Linked DNA regions of Mus musculus: regions 1 and 3 are each linked to region 2. The links are chromatin contacts, called in public HiCAR-type and HiChIP or PLAC-seq maps. All regions are on one chromosome and are shown on one strand. The core of a region is the stretch at or near the end of the contact, and the rest is flanking DNA. Distances in the headings are between cores, read along the strand shown. Region 1 holds the start of Hmgcll1 (3-hydroxymethyl-3-methylglutaryl-Coenzyme A lyase-like 1). Region 2 holds the start of Scg3 (secretogranin III). Region 3 overlaps Hmgcll1 (3-hydroxymethyl-3-methylglutaryl-Coenzyme A lyase-like 1).

Evidence for each region. HiCAR-type assays count read pairs that join an accessible place to other places. HiChIP or PLAC-seq counts read pairs in DNA pulled down with a chosen protein or histone mark.
Region 1: a HiCAR-type map of astrocytes shows a contact between it and region 2, with 2.1 times the contacts expected there. The contact joins the promoter of Hmgcll1 here to the promoter of Scg3 in region 2. A contact is called at or near these places in 3 of 39 promoter capture datasets (cranial neural crest, hippocampal neurons and maxillary cranial neural crest), 1 of 484 Hi-C or Micro-C datasets (cerebral cortex), 4 of 115 datasets of contacts at active chromatin or transcription factors (VIP interneurons, astrocytes, fibro-adipogenic progenitors and 1 more) and 1 of 9 other capture datasets (pancreatic islet).
Region 3: a contact with region 2 is called in an H3K27ac HiChIP or PLAC-seq map of embryonic stem cells, with 6 times the contacts expected there. The contact joins the enhancer-like site here to the promoter of Scg3 in region 2. A contact is called at or near these places in 15 of 39 promoter capture datasets (cranial neural crest, embryonic stem cells, frontonasal cranial neural crest and 8 more), 5 of 115 datasets of contacts at active chromatin or transcription factors (astrocytes, embryonic forebrain and embryonic stem cells) and 2 of 9 other capture datasets (adipose tissue and embryonic stem cells).

What each region holds. Positions count from the first base shown.
Region 1 is chr9:76,013,503-76,016,531 of GRCm38.p6, forward strand. It overlaps Hmgcll1 (3-hydroxymethyl-3-methylglutaryl-Coenzyme A lyase-like 1), which reads left to right and starts at 1,475. Exons shown (of 9, transcript NM_173731.2): 1 at 1,475-1,680. The coding sequence starts at 1,573.
Region 2 is chr9:75,682,790-75,685,879 of GRCm38.p6, forward strand. It overlaps Scg3 (secretogranin III), which reads right to left and starts at 1,267. Exons shown (of 12, transcript NM_009130.3): 1 at 846-1,267; 2 at 149-201. The coding sequence starts at 936.
Region 3 is chr9:76,103,319-76,106,734 of GRCm38.p6, forward strand. The region is part of intron 7 of Hmgcll1 (3-hydroxymethyl-3-methylglutaryl-Coenzyme A lyase-like 1); the gene reads left to right. Among named protein-coding and RNA genes, the nearest start is that of Hmgcll1, 90 kb to the left of the region's middle. Within about 2 kb of position 1,788, at least 15 of the 459 cell types and tissues checked have an H3K27ac peak or open chromatin away from gene starts, as enhancers often do. A contact at or near this core is called in embryonic stem cells and stem cell-derived epiblast-like cells, where this site is marked.

The DNA.
Region 1 (3,029 bases), core at 225-2,724, 330 kb after region 2:
AGAGCCGGGAAAGTAGGTATGAGATCCCACTGAGTAGCTAGCTGTTGGCACCGGATGGCTGCTTAGAAAGGGAGAGTCAGTTGCGCACCCACCAGGGCAGTTCCCTTTACCCAAAATAGTTGGGCAACACAAACAGGACTTGATGGGGGGAAAAAAATGTAACAAGCTATCCTAAAGTTGGATAAAAGGGATGAAGAGGTGGTTGGGAGGATTTGGAGTACAGGGCGTGAATGTGTTCAAAAGATCTTGTATGAAATTGCCAAGGAATTAATAAAAATATTCTTTATCCAATCTGGGTGGTGAATCCCTTCAAAATCTGTTCATATTATGTCTCAGAAGTTAGTCGTTGTATATATACGCCATCCTTTGTGCAAGCTTGTGCACCTGGGCGCTCTTGATTCCTCCTAGCTGTGGAAACAGTAGGGCCAGCTAGCTCTCCCTGCACAAGACTGTTCCTGACGATTGTGTGCTATCAGCTGCAAGCTATGGACTCCACGCTGAAGAGCATTAGAGTGTTGCAATCTAAGTGTGCTTATGAAGTAGGCCGAATGAAGCAGGGGTTATCTGATTCCAAGGCTATCATATAAATCCAATAATTTATATTTATAATATATAAACTTATATATAAATCAAACATACTTATATAGAAACTAAATATACATTTATATTATAAATATTTTATAAATATATACATTAAAATTTATTTAATTTATAATTACTTCTAACTTCTGACAGGTTGTTTTTGTTTGAATGAAAGAAAAGCCTTTATGAATTTAGTTATTGCTTTTTTCTTTCTTTCCTCCTCCTCCTCCTCCTCCTCCTCCTCCTCCTCCTCCTCCTCCTCCTTCTTCTTCTTCTTTTTCTTCTTCTTAAAAAAACAGTTCTTCATACCCAGGGGGATAGTAAAGGAACTTGTGGTGACGCCGAAGCAGACAGTTAAGTTCTAGTCCTAACCCCATGTGACAGTGGAAGGAGACAACCACTAAAACCAATAAATGTAAAACAGCGAAAAAGAATTCAGCATTTCAACATTTATCTTGCACCATCGGCTTACTGACAACTCTTGGTTTGCTTGTTTACCTCCGATATACCCCCCTCCCTCGCCCTTAATTTAGGGTTTGTGTTTTTTAATACCACAAAGCGCCTCGGCAATTTTAAATAGAGTTTTGACATAAACTCAAACCGATTCACAGTGCCAACCCTACAGGCTTGTGGCTGGGAAGGAGAGAATGTCTGTAGAGAGCCCAGTGCTTCTTCCTCTCAGAGGCCTGGGTCCTGCCTAGAGCTCTGACTCAGGCGAGCACCTGCAGACAATCAGCCCTGAGAGCACCATATTTTACGGAGGGGGGGGGGGAGTGCCACCCTGCCTCAATTAACTGTCCCCATCCAGGATCTGGCTCTCAGCGCGGGACTCAGGTGCCCGCTACACCCCTGCCTGGGCGTTGCCCAGGAACCGCGCCGCCGCAGTGCAGCTCGGACCCCGGGCACCCGCGGGACGCGCTCCCGGCTCTCACCCGGCTCTCGGCTCCGGCCGTGGGATCCAGCACCGCCCACGGCACCTAGGCTGCTGCTATGGGGAATCTACCATCTGCTGCGAAGCACTGCCTCAACTACCAGCAGCTTCTCCGCGAACATCTCTGGAGCGGAGACTCAGTGGCAGGGGCGCTGGATGCGGCGCAGGTACCACCTTGGGCCTAGGGCGTCCCTACCCCCATCCACCTCCCGTCATCCCTTTTGTCTGTGTCACCTCTGTAAGCCAGGGTCCTGCCTGAGGCCCGTTCTATTGTCAGTGTGTGGGTCTGTGGCTGAAAAGCCTCTCATCTTCTCAGCTGTGAACAGCAGGCGCATCCTTGCTGGCCTAGCAGTTTCCCTACCCCAGGCCTTTTGCAGGTCGCCAACAGGAGTGATCATGTCTGTGCGTGTTCTTGGAAGGGCGGTGCTTTTGTTCTCACTTTCTTCCTTGTAATGTGTAACAGACTACAAACATATCACCTTGTGTGGTAGAAAGAGGATGAAGCTAGGGCACACTAGGAAGGCACAGGACGACGATTAAAATCACATGGTATGTTAGAGCATTGACTATCCCTACAGTGTTTTTGCTTAATGAAATTAAACAAGCTTGAATAAAACCATTACAGACTAAAATTATTCCTGCATTTTCCTGAGAGCTTCATAAAGACAACTCATTGTTTATGTATTTATGATTCCATGTACTACCAACAAACGTGCCAGTTAAGTGAGCATAAGGTATATAAAGAAATTTCCTTTTCACATAAAACCGTAAACTTTAAACATAACAGGAAACAGCAGTAATGGTCGTTACCTAAATGTTGAAACCTGTTATGAGTCAAGGGCTTTGTGAGGCCTTAGGTATCATTAGCCTTTTAATTCTAGGCACCTGTTCACTTTGTGAACAGTGTAGTTCTTGTTATTTTTTTTTATTTTAGTGGGCTGGCCTAGCTTTGTTATGTGATGTTACACCAACAGTTCTGACAGGAGTTATTCATATCCTTATGGTGTGGTCTCAGTTCAGTGCTCCAACATGTGAAATCGAAGCCTTCGATCTACAAGTAGGACTTAGCATTCGTGGGTGGTTTTATAAATAGTTTGCTCCCCATTAATTAGAGTATGAGACTGGAGCTATTTGCAAGAGCCAAGTCCTAGAATGGGCATTCTGCCTATCAACAGATGGCTGGATACAATACAGAAGATATGGCATAATTACCCAATGGTTTATTATTCAGAGAGATGAACAAAATCAAGTCATTTGTAGGTAGATGCCTGGAAATAAGCCAGAGCCCAAACAACTAATATCGCCTGTTTCTCTGTCGCCTAAGGAAGGGACATAAATACCAAGAGGAGAAAATTGGGGGTGGGGGTGGGGTGGAGTTAGGAGACATGGCAAGCATCAGGAGGAAGGAGCAGGTGAGTGGGGGAAATGAGGCTATGAATATGATCACAGCCCACAATATGCACACGTGCAAGGGCCACAGTGAATCCGCTTTTACTAATAAGGCTCAGAAGGATTG
Region 2 (3,090 bases), core at 17-2,516:
CCAGATTTATCATCTTAGTTTTTGTCAATTTATTATTAATGTCTTGGAGTTTATAAATGTAAAATGGCTAAAATATCACAAGGAAACTACAGTAAGTGACAACAGTGAATAAGATAACATAGGAGTTATAATTTTACATCTGACCTACCTGTTCATTCAAAGGTCTTTCTGCACTTAATTCTCTATTATGCAGGGATTTGTCTAGAATAAATACACATAAATATAAATTTAATTGTGCATTTGGGTGGTCAAATATGTTTCCTATTAAAATAAAAAACACAATGAAAAAAGATTTTTTGGAGAAATAATTCTGAATGTTATAAAATAAAATTTATAGTAGCAAAGATTATCAATTGTATACATGGTGAGTTCCAAAGTTGGTATGCTTATTATATTATTGCATATCCTGAATTAAATGCAATCACACTTTTATTTTCTGATCAGAAATTTAACATATAGTTCTAATTCTTAGCTTATTAGCTCTTTTCAATTGGAAACATACTATTTGGATTATCATTGCTGGTACATTAAAAGAGATCATCATATCCTGCATGTGTAATGAGCAAAAAAAAAAAAAAAAAATCCTAGCCACTTTAAGCACAGGTACTCGCTCCCCTTTTCAAAATAAGACCATGTTATCGCTCTATTATTTTAAAAGTAAAGGAGAAAGAAAAATCCATCTTCGTTCTCTGAAGTCAAAACCGTGTATATTCTGTCAATATGCACGATACGAGATCTGCTGAGAAAAACTAGGCAGGGCGATTTAGAGCTCACGGGTCACATCAAGCTTTATCTTGGCTGGGCCAAATGAAAGAGAACTCTAAAGCAGAGCAATGTCCACATACCTTGGCTGCCTTCGGGTTTGGGGAAAGCTTGAATTGGGCCGCTGTTGAGCACCAACACCAGTATCCAAGAGCCGGTCCAAAGGAACCCCATTCTTTCTTGCTCTTCTGTGCTTTGCTGGAAAGAGCTTGGCGCTGGGCCCCTGAGCTGTAGCTTTTGTTATGAATGAGAAGGGGAGTTAAGAAGCTGGAAGGGACAGGAGCCTGGGTGCGGGAAGGGAGAGGGTCTGGGCGCCTCCGGCGCAGTTGCTCCGGGCTGGAAGGAGGATGCAGGCTCTTCTGGCGCCCAGAGCAGGTGAGCAGGTGCGGTAGGCGCTGTCCGCCCCGCGGGTGCTGAAGTTCCTGCGCCGCCAGCGGACGCGGGCCTGGGCGTAGCTTTACTCCACTAGCTCCAGGAGAGGAAATGAGGAGGAGGCGCATGCTCCATGCAAACCAGAGGCGTGAGGATGGCGTCAGCGACCCAGCGCTACTCCAATCCCGCGGGAACGGAGCGGGGGAGGGGAGACAGGCTTGCTCGCGTATTTTCCTTGCCGCAGTCTTGGGTATGTTTCTACGTCGGAGTCGGGCCGGATTGCAGGATTGCTGGACGATAGGCATGGTTGCTGTACCTCAAGGGTTAAATGCCCTCTCTACCCGTGAACTTGTCAAGGAGACATGGGTAATCTTTGTCTAATTTTGATTGTTATTCTTCTGCAGTCTCTACTCCAAAATCCCTTCCTGCTATACTCAAAATTCTGTTATACCTTTATATTCTACTATAATCAAAATTCTGTTATAAACAAAAGATATAATTCTATCAAACCTTATAAAGACCTGCCTTTATTGATCTGTGTTGACAGTCTTTTGATGCTCTTGCATCTCAGCTCCACAGGAGCCTTTTGATTAGGAAAGCGCACGAATATTATTTCAAATACATTGTGCATAAAACTTCACTCTCACATAGTTAGAGAAGGAAACAAAACAAAACAAAACAAAACAACCCGTTTGTCCCTCTTGGAGCGAGAGTCCTCACCAGAAATATTCAGTTTTGTTCTCTTTCTTCTAACCAAGTAGGAAAAATAGTGTGCTTTTGTGACATTCTTCCCCGGGTCTAATTTATACCTGAGGATCTTGATGTTCTGAGAGTCTTTCAAGAAAAGGGAAAGCCATGAAAAATACTCCTCTCCTCATAAGCAAGTCAGAGGGGTGCTTCCTATAATCCGAGAATATCCTGGAAGACTGAGGTCATTGCATACAATTTACTATCCAAAGACTTTTAAGTGGTGAATGCGAGTAGCATAATGTGAGCGGGGTGCTGAGCAAGCTCTTTAGTCTGATTTTTAAGCAGAACTTGGATCTTTCCCTTTCAACTGCAGCCTGCTGAGAACCCAGCTGAAGAATGGCCACAAAGAAGGATCCAGCACAATCAGGCCTTTGATTTCTGGCTCCTCCCTCTCATGGACCAAGTTACTTATTTAAATACATGAAAACAAACAAACAAACAAACCCACTGACAAACAGATTTCCCTTTCTGGAGGTTTTGAGTTTAATAGTCATGCAAGTATTTCAGTTAAGAATCTAAAAGTCCTTTTGTTTCCATGTGAATCTTTTTTAAAAATTGATACATTAAAATCTGTTACAGAGTACTTCAAATCTAGCAGTTACTTCAAAACGAATAGATCTTTCTCAATGGTGGGTAGCACAGTATCATTATCCTGGTATGCTGCAGTCTTAAAAATTAACTCATGGGCTAGAGCAATGGTTCATTGGGTTTGCAGAGGACCCAGAACCTACATAAATGTAGCTCACAACTGTTTGTAATTGCAGCTCCAATCCTCTTCTGGCCTCTGTGAGCAACACATGTGCACATACCCCAACACAGACACACATCCATATAATTATTAAGATTGTGTTTAAAAATTTAAAAAAATTGGGTCATATTTTAAAATCACATCTGTGCTAAGGGAAATTTCTTTAGATCTCTGTTCCTTAAAACATAAATGACAGCTCTATCAGCTGACATATAGATGCCACTTGTTATCACATTAGATAGAAACTGAACTATGGAATGAGTAATGTTTCAGATCAGCTGACTTATGGAACAGGAAGGAATATGAATAGAATAGAATGTGGCATAAAAATAGAATATGAATAAGTTCATGTTTTTTTAGTCTTATTATACGTGATCATACTGGACAAAAGCATAGATTTGTAAATGGAATAATCTTAATTTAATTGAACAGATATATACTGAACATTTGAAATGTAC
Region 3 (3,416 bases), core at 538-3,037, 420 kb after region 2:
GATTCCATGGTTTCCATGACATTATCATAGTGGTAGACTTATCTTGCCACGCTAGTCATTGTTGTAGCATTTAGGGTTTACAGCCAGGTATAATGATGATTGCTTTTCTCCACTGGCAGCTTACAGGGCACCCTTCAGCACTCTGAAAGCTAGCCAGTAGGGATTAAGCTTCCAGGTTCATACCAACTGGATTTCATCACGTTCTGTGACTCAAGCATGTTGTCTCTTCAGAGATAGGGTCTTTCTTTCAAGGGTTAGATGATAATTGAGAGCATTGTCAATAGTCTACTATGTCTGTGTGTCTATAGGAACTCTTGTCCAATGATTTGAAAAGAAGAAACCCATTCATTCCTGATACTTGAATTTTTATTTATTAGCCTCTGGTGTTTAGTGGGGATGGTATTGCCATATTATATAACTATGATAACTGTATTTAGCATTATATATATCTGATGTGTTTGTATATGTGTATGTATCATTTGTACATGATTATTTCTTCAGTTTATTTCCATCTGAATAATTAAAATGCCTCTATTTAAAATATAATTTTTTTCTGTATAGATCTTCTAATTTTGTAATAGAAATGTTTAAGTTACTATCTTTTGTTTAGGTTCTAATGAAATTATTATTAACTTGACTTCCTGAAGAAAGATTTTAATTTTATGTAGAAGAGCAAAACAAGCTAATTTTTTATAAGTATCTTTGAAAGAGTAACATGGAGGGAGGAAAACTTACTATGATTTTATTTTGACTATATACCAAGTATCCAACCAATTTCAGTGCATTTGCAAGTTAGCAACTGCCATGGACTGGCCTCAGTCGGTCCCCCTCAATCTGTGGGAGAAATCAGGGTTCCCGTACAGGTGGGCAGGGAGTCAGTGAAAAGGGTGACAAATAGACACAGACACAAGGGAGTGTGTTGTCTCTGAATGTAATTTTTCCAAGCAAGCACCAGACTTAAAATATAGAATAAAAACAAGAAAGTTAGGTGAATACATTTGCCAAGGTACATTGAGATGCGTATTGGTTCTTTACACAAAACAAAGAAAATGCATACATAAAAAGCTAGGGGGAGCCAGGCAGTGTTTACAACTGAGATAGAAACAGCCTTATTTTAAAACCAGCCAAACACAGGAGCCAGGTGAAGGGTCTGATGCAAAGCTAGTCTATTGTTAAACCCACCACCAGGGGTCCTTTAGTAAATACCTGATTATGCTATTCCTCTGGGCCTAGTGAAACACTCACCAGGGAAATTCCATTCTACTAACCCTTTCATGAATAATACTTCAGTTCCTCCTAAAACCACAACCCACCTTCTTCCTAGGCCATTGTAAATTCCTGTGTATGGGAGTGACTCGGCTATTGTTCTAAGTATTTACTCTGTAGACTAGCCCTGAGATTAATAGCTCTATTCAAGTAAATTGTAATGCCTGACTACTTTCACTGTCTCTACTAGAGGTACTTTTGAATGTTACTGAATAGGTAACATTCTTACTGAATTCCAAGCCCAGGAATCAAGGACTGCCTAGGACATTGGAACACTGGTGGAGGCTAATCTAACTTAGCTATATGTCAAAATCAATCCTTACAGGCTCTTAAAATAAAGCAATATTGAGGGAAAGCACACAGATCTGTTCACTGACTAAAGCAAGGACATTTTTGGAGCATTTGTTATACAGGATGCCACGTTTCCAGGAGACTAAGTTTCCGTGAACTTTTTGCCTCGGGACTGCGTCCAGGCTTTTAAGCCTGTCACACAAACTTCACTGGGGTAGGTGTGGCAAGCAACACCCTACCCATACAGTACTTGCTTATACTGCTTTCCCTCTGCCCACACCCCAGCATTCTGCCACTCCATTCCATCCAGTCCCGGTGGTTGATTTGTTAAGTATTTGATGTCCAATGTGTTGTTTTATTTGGACAATTGCAATGTGATTTACCTTTTATGTTTTATTATTTTTTATTATTTATTTATTTTTAAAACATTATTGGTTATTTTGTTTGTTTGCATTTCAAATGTTATCCCTCTTCCCGGTTTCCTCTCTGAAAACTCCCCATTTCATCCTGCCTCCACAAGGGTGCCCCCCAACCCACTCCTGCCCCATCATCCTAGCATTCACCTACACTGGAGTGTCAAGCCTTCACAGGACCAAGGGCCTCCCCTCCATTTGATGCCCGACAAGGACATCCTTTGCTACATATGCAACTGGAGCTACGAGTCCCTCCATGTGTACTCTTTGGTTGGTGGTTTAGTCCTAGGGAGCTCTGGGGGGTCGGGTTAGTTGATATTGTTGTTCTTCCTATGAGTTTGTAAGCCCCTCAGCTTCTTCAGTTCTTCCCCTAACTCCTCGACTGGGGTCCCTATGAAGCCACAGTTACTACACTGATACTGAAACCACTCAAAGACCCAACAAAGAACGAAACTTCAGACCACTTTATGAATATTGATGCAAAAATCTCAATAAAATTCTCGCAAACTGAATCCAAGAATACATCAAAACGATGATTCAATATACAGAAATCCACCAATGTAATCTACTATATAAACAAGCTCAAAGGGGAAAAAAACATATGATCATTTCATTAGATGCTGAAAAAGCATTTGACAAAATTCAACACCACTTCATGTTCAAAGTCTTAGAAAGAACAGGAATTCGATAAACATAGTAAAAGCAGTATATAGCAAACCAGTAGCCAACATCAAAGTAAATGGAGAGAAACTTGAAGCAATCCCAGTAAAATCAGATACTAGGTAAGACTGCCCACTCTCTCCCTTTCAATATAGTACTCGAAGTTCTAGCCAGAGCTATTAGACAACAAAAGGAGGTCAAAGGGATTCAAATTGGAAAGAAAGAAGTCAAAATATCACTACTTGCAGATGATATGATAGTATACTTAAGTGACGCCAAAAAGTCCGCCAGAGAACTCCTTCAGCTGATAAACAACTTCAGCAAAGTGGCTGGATATTAAATATTTTTTTAAACTTTAAAGCATAGTACATTTGTTATTGTTAGAAACTTCAAAAAGCTGTTGAATGCATCTCACATGTTTCTTCCTTTGAATTAAAAAAAAAAAACTCTTAAAAAAAACTCTACTGTTAAAAAATATAGAAGACTAAAAATACACAGTGGGTCTGAAAGACCCACAACGTGAGGACTCCCCCAAGTTCTGACTCAGGAGAGGCGACACCCCAAAATCACCAACGAGAAACGGTCTTGCTGCAAATTGCAAGAGGATTTTTATTCAAGAGTGCTCTCGGGCCCACGGTCATACACCACGCAGGGGTAGAGGACTGTGGTGCCCTGAGTAGCTGAGTAAGGGGGTATTTAAAGAAAGGAACCACAACTCAAGGAGGTGGGAAGGGCGTTGTTGGAAAATACCAAAAATACCAGTTAAGAGTCACAAGGAAGTACAAA